2 separate regions of the Mus musculus genome follow, and region 2 is linked to region 1. A link is a contact called in public Hi-C data. All regions are on one chromosome and are shown on one strand. Each heading gives the region's core, a stretch centred on a gene start, on an enhancer-like site or on the middle of the called end of the contact. The rest is flanking DNA. Distances are from core to core; before and after follow the strand shown. Region 1 has its middle 6.8 kb from the start of Gm46455. Region 2 holds the start of Dhrs2 (dehydrogenase/reductase member 2).

Region 1 (4,244 bases), core at 1,664-4,163:
CTCACTTACTGGTCAGGTCCATGGCCCTAGAGGGGCTATGCGTGGACTTGGCACAGCAACATGCTAGGCATGAAGGCCATGCTCATAATCCAAGCACTCAGGAGGAAGAGACAGGAAGATTGTCAGTTCAAGGCCAGCTTGGGCTACATAGTAAAACCCTGCCTCAAAAGTTCTTTACTCTTTTCTGAACAGAGTACACAGTTTATAAGCTGGACTTTTTTTTTTCTTCAGATCAGTTAATAAGTGTCACCACTGTTTACTAGAAAACTATCATCAGGAGTGTGTGTAAAATATGGCGGTTGCTATATGAGGCTGGCAAGATGGCTTAGTGGAAATCGATATCTACTAAATGATGGAGAGGGAGGATCAGTCTTACTCTGTAGCCTGAGTTTACCTCCAAAGGTGTTTGGGTCTATTTCTGAAATTTTGCTTTTATGACTTCAGTTGTTCACGCATCAATGCAACAATGTTTTAATTATGGCTGCTTTATTCAAAGCCCTTTATATTCTAGGGTTTTTCTGTTATCTCTTGAATGGCTTTATTATTCTCGAGGCTCCTGGTTTAGTTGCCCATTGCTCCACAACAAAAGAGCCTGCAACCCTCAAGCTAGAGAACACATTGGCTCTGACCTGCTGGTTCCAGCTCAGTGCTCTCATGAGGTTGTGGTCAAGCTACCATCTGGGCTGCAGTTGTCTTCACTAGACCAGGGCTCAAAGATTAGCTGCCAAGCTGGCTCACTGAGTAGATGGCTGCAAAACTCAGGTCTTTGCTTCCTGGACCTTGTCATGGGTGACTCTCAATGTGTTAGATAGGACTGAGCCAATACGGAGACAGGAGGGCAGGGAGGGCCCAAGATGGCACTCAGCTTTTTGTCCTAATCACTCAGAGGCAAGACTGGTTTTTTGCCAGTTGGTCTGAAGTCAGTGGAGAACACACAGGGTGAGGATGCTGGGCAGCTGCGGTCATGGGGCCATCTAAGAAGCTGGTGTTCCGGGTCTAGCTTGTTTCCCTTTTCACTTGATTTACAGTCCTGGGGTCTCATATCGTCTTGAAAGCCATCAATGCCCCAATTGCTGTCCTCATCACTGAGTGGTCCTCCTGAGCACACACCTCAAGGCACAGTGCTTTCTCCGTTGACCTCACCATGTGGCTTTTCTCGTTGCTCTCAGACGGACCGGGCCCCACGCTCATACCATTCTGCACGTCATTTATCAGAATCGTCCAATCAATGGCAAACCTAATTGTACTAATTTTGAAACTCAGTGGGGAAATGCTCACCCAGGCTCTGCCTTCCTCATTTTGGTGTTTTCAGTACTCAGCATAGTTCCGGGCTTGACGTATGTTTTCCCTAGGACAGCCTGAGCGATTCATGGGTACCAGGAACTCCAGCTATTGATTTGGTTAGTTCCAGAGGTCTGACCTGGGAAAGAGGAGCCAATTCAGTGGCTTTGCAGCTGCGGCCTGTGGCCTCTTTCTGGTGCTGGCAGAAATGACTCTGCAGCCTTGTGGCCAGCTCTGCCTCTCCAGCCAGCTGAGCCCAGAGCTGTCTTCCCGCCCATCTTGGCTTGCCCTGTTTGGGGCCTGGAGCCTGCCTGAGTTCTGAGTCTGTTTCTGATATGACAGTTTATCAGGGGGGAGAGTCCTTGGGAGGGAGGTGTGGGGGCTCCATCTACTTGTTGACAGGTCTGCCCTTCCCCCAGCTTCTGCCCTCCCCAACTTGGGTGAGGCCCTTCCCCACATTCCTGAATTATGGGACTGTAAATTCCACCCGTATTGGAGTTTATTCAGATAGAATCGGCAGTCCCAGGAAATCAGCTCTGTGACAGCTCGTGAGGTCAACCCAACACATTCACAGCCCAAGGTTGGAATGATGTGGTCTGGGACAAGGCCTCATGGCTATACCAGGGCAAACGACTCTTGGAGCGGAGTCTTCATGCCTTTTCACTTCATGTCCCATCGCTTTCTCTCTGGACTTGTCTGCAGCTGTCTGTTGCTGTTGGTCGGTCACGGAAACCCTCAGGATCACCCAAGTCACCTCGGCTTTTGGAGGAGCAGAGGAGCTGAGAGGGGATGACAGGAGCCCAGCAGCATCCTTAAGCTCTCCGCTGACTGTCAGCATTTTAAGCATTGTGTGCTTCTCATTTTCTCCTTGAGTTTTTTTTTTCTCCCTCCTGCCTGCCTTCCTCATTTCCGCCCCACTTTTCTCTCTTTACTTCCTTGCCTCTTCAGGACTAAACATTGAGCCCAGGACCTCACATATGCTAGGCAAGTGTTCTACTTCTAGTTTATAATCCCAGCCTCTTTTTTAATGTTTATTTTGTGACATTGTCTCCATAAGTTGCTCAGGCTGGCCTTGAGTTCACGATCCTCTCACCTCAGCCTCCTGAGTAGCTAAGGTTACGGGCCTGCACTACGAGGATCGACTTTCTCCCCTAATCTTTCTTTTCTTTTTCTTTGCCCTCTCTTTTTGCTTTGGACCTAGCATTGAAGGTCGTTGGCCTCTGATTTGGGGCTGGTTTGAAAGTATGTCCATTTGGCTTCTGCACTCTCAAATCTATGCATCTGAATTAATCAACTTGGACAGGCTTAGAGACCACTGCAAAGGGGATGGATCTGCTGTCAGCTCGGCTCCTTCAGACTGCCTTGGAATAAAGTGTGACTCTGGGGGCCAGTGAGTGAGGGCTCTCTTGCTCCCTCTCTCTCTGGGTGAAAGGCACACGGCATGTAAGGAGAACCAAGCATAGACAAGGCTCACCTCCTCTCTGCAGTCTGTTTGCTTGCACCAGGCTAGAGCTGTTTTTCTAGTCAGTGGGCTAGCTTCTCTGTAATACCATCAGGCAAGCTCAGACCAGCAGGCCAAAGGAAATTTCCTGAAACAGGGCGGCTTCTCAGACATGTTATAACGCAGGCATTCCAGCAGGGGGTGCTCTAACACACAAAGTGTGAATCCTTTTTCTCTTGGGTCTAGTGGAGGAGCCTTGATTCTCTGTTCACTTACCCTCACTGTGTGGGGTTAATCTGTGTTGTGGCTTGGGGAGAAGAATCCCCCAGAGGGGTATTAGAATATTTAGAGCCCCGTATTTAGAAAAGGTAGATCAACCAACATCTGAAACCCCCTTAGCCCCTGGAAATATAAGACTTTCAATGTATTTCGTAGAGAAGAGGAAGGGACAGTTCAGAGGGGAAAGGAGGAAAACTGAGGGGTGGGAGGAGAACAGGGTAGGTCCAGTTTTGGAAATAAAATATCAAAAGAAGCATAATTTGGAAGCCAAGGCTGAGCCTGCCAACGTGAAGAGTTTGGTTGCCTTCATGAGGACGCTAGCTACAGACCAGAATTTAATATAAAATTTCTCTCCATTGCTGGAGCAGCACCCATCTACTTATAATTTATAGATATCAACTCTGAACTCAAGGGAATTGGGTTATGCAAGGGTTGCTAAGGAACAAGAGCAGACGTAGTAGGTAAGGCAGGGGTTGCTTAGTAACCAGGAGTCCCTGGGTGATGGAGTGGCCAGAGTAGGTTTGGAGCTGACAGGAATCATTCACATTGCGGTCTCCTGCAAGCTCCTTCAGTCTCTCGGCCTGGCATTGCTGGAGTTCACCTCTCTTCTGGTTGCCAGTCCCCAGGGGCCCTGGATTAATCCTGTCCCCTACCACTCTCTCCCTGTCTCAGTGGGAAGCTAGTCCTAGATGGAGTACAAGCACATGGGACCCTCATATTGAGAGACACAGGAGCTGCTGGGCTGATGTGGAGCTGGCACAGTTGGATTTGGGTGAAAGAAGACCTTGTAGACAAGCTGCCCATAGTCTTCCAACTCGTTGTGCCTGAGACTCCAAGGCCAGACCCTCCCCCTGCCTCGGTATCTGCACATATCTGTGGGGGCATATCTCTTCCCTCACGAGAGGCCTCCTGGGGCCCTGGGTCTCTATGTGGAGTTACCTGGCTTGGCTGCACGTGATGGACCTGCTTCAGAGAGCTTCACAGCCTGCTTTTTAAGTCACAGGCCCCGTCTCTGCCCTCCAGACACACAGGTGTTCGCACTGTTCCCGACTCCTCTGGATGCTCACACTACATACTCCTTTTCACCATTTCTCTCTGAAGACGAGGGTGTCTGTCCTGGCTAGGGAAGCCATGTCTTCCGAGGGAAAGCTTGGGTTTCCTAAGTCCTACTTCTCGGCAGCTTCCTATGCCTGAATCATTCACATCCTGCGTGAGCCTCTGGACACCGCGGAAGCCGGCAAGC
Region 2 (4,679 bases), core at 2,005-4,504, 73 kb after region 1:
AACAGCAAATGAACAGTTTTGCTAAATAGAAATAAAATAAAGCAATTCATGCCTTAACAGGTAAAGTCTTTTTGCAGTGCCATGAAAAATAAAACACCAAATTGTTGGGATAGAGGATAGAAGAATAGGTCAATAGCTTGGAATAGAGAACTTAGAGATAGAGCCTTGGAAATGCTATAAATAACAAAGCAGTATTCCACACCATCCTTAAATGAGGGCTTAGTCAATGAGTAACAGCGGTATTGCCGGGTGTCAACGGAAAGATGAAGTAGATCTCTACTTCAAATTTCTGTTGTTATTATTGTAGTGTTTGGAATTTAATCTATTGCAGGTGCTCTAACAACTGAACTGTATCCCAGCCCTTTAGACTTCAGTTTTAGCCACATTTAACAACAATTAAATTGAATTAAAGACTAAGTGTAGCTAGGCACATATGGCACAAGCCTTTTAGTCTCAGGACTTGGGAATTAGAGGTCGGGGATCTCTGGGAGCCTGAGGCCATTCTAGGCAACCAGAGTGAGTTTCAGGACAACCAAGGCTACAGAATGTGACCTCATCTCAAAAAATTAAATATAGTAAACACAATCCTTTCACTCTCAGGAAAAAGAATTCGTTTATTCATTTAACAAATATTCGTCGAGCTGCCATCACATGCTAAGCCTTGCGCTGAGCACACAGCCATGAATGAAGCAAAGGTCCTGCTCTTTAGATGATTTGTACTCACAAGACAGGGATATGTACATAGTATGTTAGGTGATGATAAATGTCATTCGGGATAAGTAAGCAGGGGAAGGGGACAGAGACTGATCTCAGAGGATGTCGCCACTTACGCAGGATGGTTGCAGTAGGCTGGACCATGTGAGGAGAGGGAGGAGGGGAGAGGGGGAAGAGGAGAGGGGAGGTGGGAAAGGAAAGGGAAAAGGGGTGAAGGGGAGAGGGGGGAGGGATGTGAGAGGAGGGAAGAGGGGAGAAGCAGAAGACCAAAAGGCCAGGGAGGGTAAAGGGTAGACAAAAGGACCAGGTCACCAAAATGGCTGGATGATGTAGGGAAAGGCAGTTGGGGGAAGGGCTGCCCAGCCACTGGACTGGAGAAGTTTAGGGTAAAGAGCAGGGTATGCCAGCCGCACCCTGTAACAGGTAGGAACTGAGGGATGCTGGGAGAACCGGCTGACCAGGTACGCTTTGATATGTTGAATATACACCAGAATTAGCTGTTTGTCCCAAGTTTGAGAGCCAACACAGAGTGTTTGTGCGCTAAGTCAGCAAAGAACAACATCCTTGAGGTGAGAAGGATTCAGAGGTCAGGCTTAGGTCAGCTTTATATCAGAGCGCTGCAGCTTATCCTCGGAGGGAAAGCAGAGAGTTTGAGATGTAGGTAGGGGATGGGCAGTCTCTCTGTTGCACCTTCTTCCCTGTACCATAAGAAGCAAGGTCATCAACCGAAAGAGCAGAACCAAATGATGTTAGGAATTTAAGGAAAGAAAAGGCTATGAGAGAATTGTCTATAAGGAATAAGAGAGACCTGTGGTATAGATAGCTCAGTTGGGCGAACGTTTGCCTCACAAGTATGAAGCCCTGGGTTTGATCCCCAGCACTGCACAAACCAAGTGTGGTGGTACACTCTTATAATTCAGCTCTCAGAGGTAGAGGTGGGAGGGTCACAAGTTCAAAGTCATCCTCAGTAACACAGGGAGTTAATGATGAGAGTGGGTCACTAAAGAAGTGAATTGGGGCAGAGGGACTGCACTAAAGGTTTGCCCGGTGGACATGAATTTAGCACACTGAGCTTGTGCTGGTGACCCATGTGCCCTTGGGTCCATCTGCCTCCTTCCAAGTATGCTCTCTGGAGAGCAGCTCACATCTGGTGCAAGGGGGAACTTCACAGGATGATGTAGTAACATTTTTTCCTTTTTGTAATCAAAGTTTAAACAATGTAATTGTCCATCAGCAGGGGAAAAGAATAGGCTAATTTTATGTCTGTGCAATAGTTATAGCTGCACAAATGAATAAACTAGAGAAGCTACTTGTCCAGTTCAATAGCCAAGTCCTAAGACTGCAGAGAACTAGGAAGTTTCGTATGTTTAGAGTGATAATACCATGCTTAGTAAAGTACCAAAGCAAGAGAAATGCTCTGTGTGCATTGCTGCATACATAGTAGAGATGCAAACTTGTGGACAAGAGGGAAGCAGGTAACTTCTGGATGATGGTGCCGCTTGGGAAGGCAGGGAGACGGGAATGGGATACGGAAGAGGCACAGAAGAACTTCTGTTCAAGTTTTAATACTTTTTTTTTTTTAACGTTTAAATAGAAGTTGGAGAAAACAGGAAGAAATGTCAGTGCTTGTCAAATGTGGGTAGCAGCTTTATCACCCATCTCGGTTCTTCATCTTTGAAATGTTTCCCAATAGACTTGGTGTATGCTATATGTAGGGATGTCACCACTTTCAAAGAAGAGATAAGCACATGTCTAAAACTCACGGTACCCCATTGTGAGGTGACAGCCTTTCAATCTGCAAATGATTCTCGAGTACCTAAACATTGCACAACAGTGCCTGAGGTCTTAGGGAACCTGCAGAGAATGAACAACGTTTACAAAGATGCCAGGAGGAGGCGTGTGCTGCTGGCAGAAACATCTGGTGCTCTGTGACAAATATGCCTCCAGAGGGGTCAAAATGGTAGATTAGAATGGAGTGGATTTGATTTTAAAAAAAAGAAAAGAAAGAAAGAAGGAAAAGAAAAGAAAAAAGAAAAGATTTTAGAATGTGGTGAGTTTGATAAAAATCTGCTGCAGTGTTTCCTGGTGCTCACAGCTCTTCAGGATTTTTTTCTGTGACAGTTTCCTTTAGGATATCTTGGCCACTTGGATATCTATTGCCCTGGTTCTGTATGATATAAATGTATACATATACATATATATATATATTTGCATTTATTTAATAGATATGTACTGACACATAACCTAACTCAGTTCTCTGGGTCTTCTCTCTTACTGCAATTGCCATTTTCTCTGTAATGACTCTAGGAATAAAGTGGTCTTCTTCCTAATCTTCTGTTACTAGGGACCCATCTGGGGCCATAGAAGGGTGTGCCTCAGGGGGTGACCCTGAGGTAGTTCTAAGGACACAGCGTGAGTCATCAAAAGGGTTTGGGAGTGTTACAGAAAATAAGCAGGGTGATCTTAAGGGCGGCGACTGAGAAGCGAGAGAGGATGGGATAGACCTCTATAAAGCAGGCGGCTGTCACCCGCGTAGTTTTGTGACTGCTGCAGCTTGAGACATCCCTCCAGGAATCTGAGTGCCTGAGTCCACTGGCCCGAGGTAGGTTTGCCGTATTCTTCCAAGGCTCCCTGACCTCAGAAATGGAGGGCTGTAGAGTTTAGGGAGATCAGAGGCTTTTAGGACCCACACACTCTTAGCACAGGTCCTCTGCTGAAAGGGAGAGAGTTGGCTTCCAGAGGATTGGGGCGGTCAGTAACTGCACTGTGCATCACTGGAAGTGTGAGCCCACAGACAGGGAATGTCCAAAGGCCCGCACTCATTTTCCAGAACTTCTTATTGATTCTTTGTGCATTTTACATCATGCACCCTAAACCCACTCGTCTCCCAGTCCCTCCATATCCTCCTTCCACTCTTGCAACTTTCCCCCCAAAAGAAAACAAACAAAATATCCCACCATGTAAACTTCCGTGTGTCACAGTGTGTCATACAGTATACTCTTTTGCCTAAATAGCTTTTCTTGCAAATACTCATTGCAATGGCTCATTGGTCTGGTTAGAGGCCACTAGCTCCTGCTACACTACCAGTACTGATCCTCCCCGGGACTCCTGTCAGATATCTTCTTGTTGCTCTGTATTGTGCAGATCTTACAGCTTTCCTTCTGGAGGACCAGCCTCTTCACACACACCAGCAGTTCACAGATGGAGTAGATGTTGGGGTGGGCCAACTCAAAGCCCTGGATCTGGGCCTGGGTGGAAACCTGACAACTCTCCCGTTCTTACACATGGGTGTCAGCTCTTCCCCACCCAAGTAGCACAGCTGGCAAGGGTCAGCTCACCTCCTCTCTCACTGTTGGGCTCACTCCCCCACACCTATGCCACCAGGGCTAGCTCTACTGTCTTGGCCATACCACCCTGAATGCTCCTGATCTCACCTGCACACACTTTTGTTGGAGGAATGGATAATCATTTCCGGTGTACCAGGACATAAAAGACGGAATCTAGATTCTTCACTGTGAAACTATCAGCTACTCTAGAGACACCAGTGTGCTGAGCTGCTCCCTTCACAGAGACCTAGACTTTGCTCCCACCAAGCCAGGGCAGAGGATGGAGGAACCATGGGGCTAAACTAGAGCGCATTAGACCTGGAAGAGTCTTTTGGGGTCTTCTAGGAATCCTGCCATCTCAGAAGTTGCTACAGGTCCCACTGCAAATGTGTGGCATATTATGTAAGAAAATTGAATAATATGCCAACTTACAAACAAGTGTGGGGAATGGAAAGGGTTAAATGAGGCTGAACTCCATTAAAAAGAATTGTAAAGAAGCCACTTGGCAGAAATACAAATTCCTCCAGAGCCAGCTCTTTTGGAAATCAATGCAGGTTCCTGTTTGCAGCCCGGTTTTGGAAGTTGTTCTTAACTTGTGCCTTTTGCAGTTAGCTGGGAAGCATGTGGGGCCTGGTGCTG

The links. Hi-C and Micro-C count contacts between places; a contact is called where the count stands out from the background.
Region 2: a contact with region 1 is called in a Hi-C map of granulocyte-monocyte progenitors, with 2.3 times the contacts expected there. The contact joins the promoter of Dhrs2 here to the enhancer-like site in region 1. A contact is called at or near these places in 8 of 39 promoter capture datasets (the HPC-7 cell line, embryonic stem cells, hematopoietic stem and progenitor cells and 3 more), 5 of 15 datasets of contacts at CTCF or cohesin (CD8 T cells, the G1E-ER4 cell line, embryonic stem cells and 1 more), 63 of 484 Hi-C or Micro-C datasets (B cells, the Ba/F3 cell line, the C2C12 cell line and 28 more), 8 of 115 datasets of contacts at active chromatin or transcription factors (astrocytes, bone marrow-derived dendritic cells, embryonic stem cells and 2 more) and 2 of 9 other capture datasets (adipose tissue and embryonic stem cells).

The regions. Positions count from the first base shown.
Region 1 is chr14:55,145,773-55,150,016 of GRCm38.p6, forward strand. No RefSeq gene overlaps it. Among named protein-coding and RNA genes, the nearest start is that of Gm46455, 6.8 kb to the right of the region's middle. Within about 2 kb of position 2,914, at least 80 of the 459 cell types and tissues checked have an H3K27ac peak or open chromatin away from gene starts, as enhancers often do. A contact at or near this core is called in the G1E-ER4 cell line, adipose tissue, bone marrow-derived macrophages and 7 more, where this site is marked.
Region 2 is chr14:55,218,753-55,223,431 of GRCm38.p6, forward strand. Dhrs2 (dehydrogenase/reductase member 2) reads left to right here and starts at 3,255. Exons shown (of 11, transcript NM_027790.2): 1 at 3,255-3,316.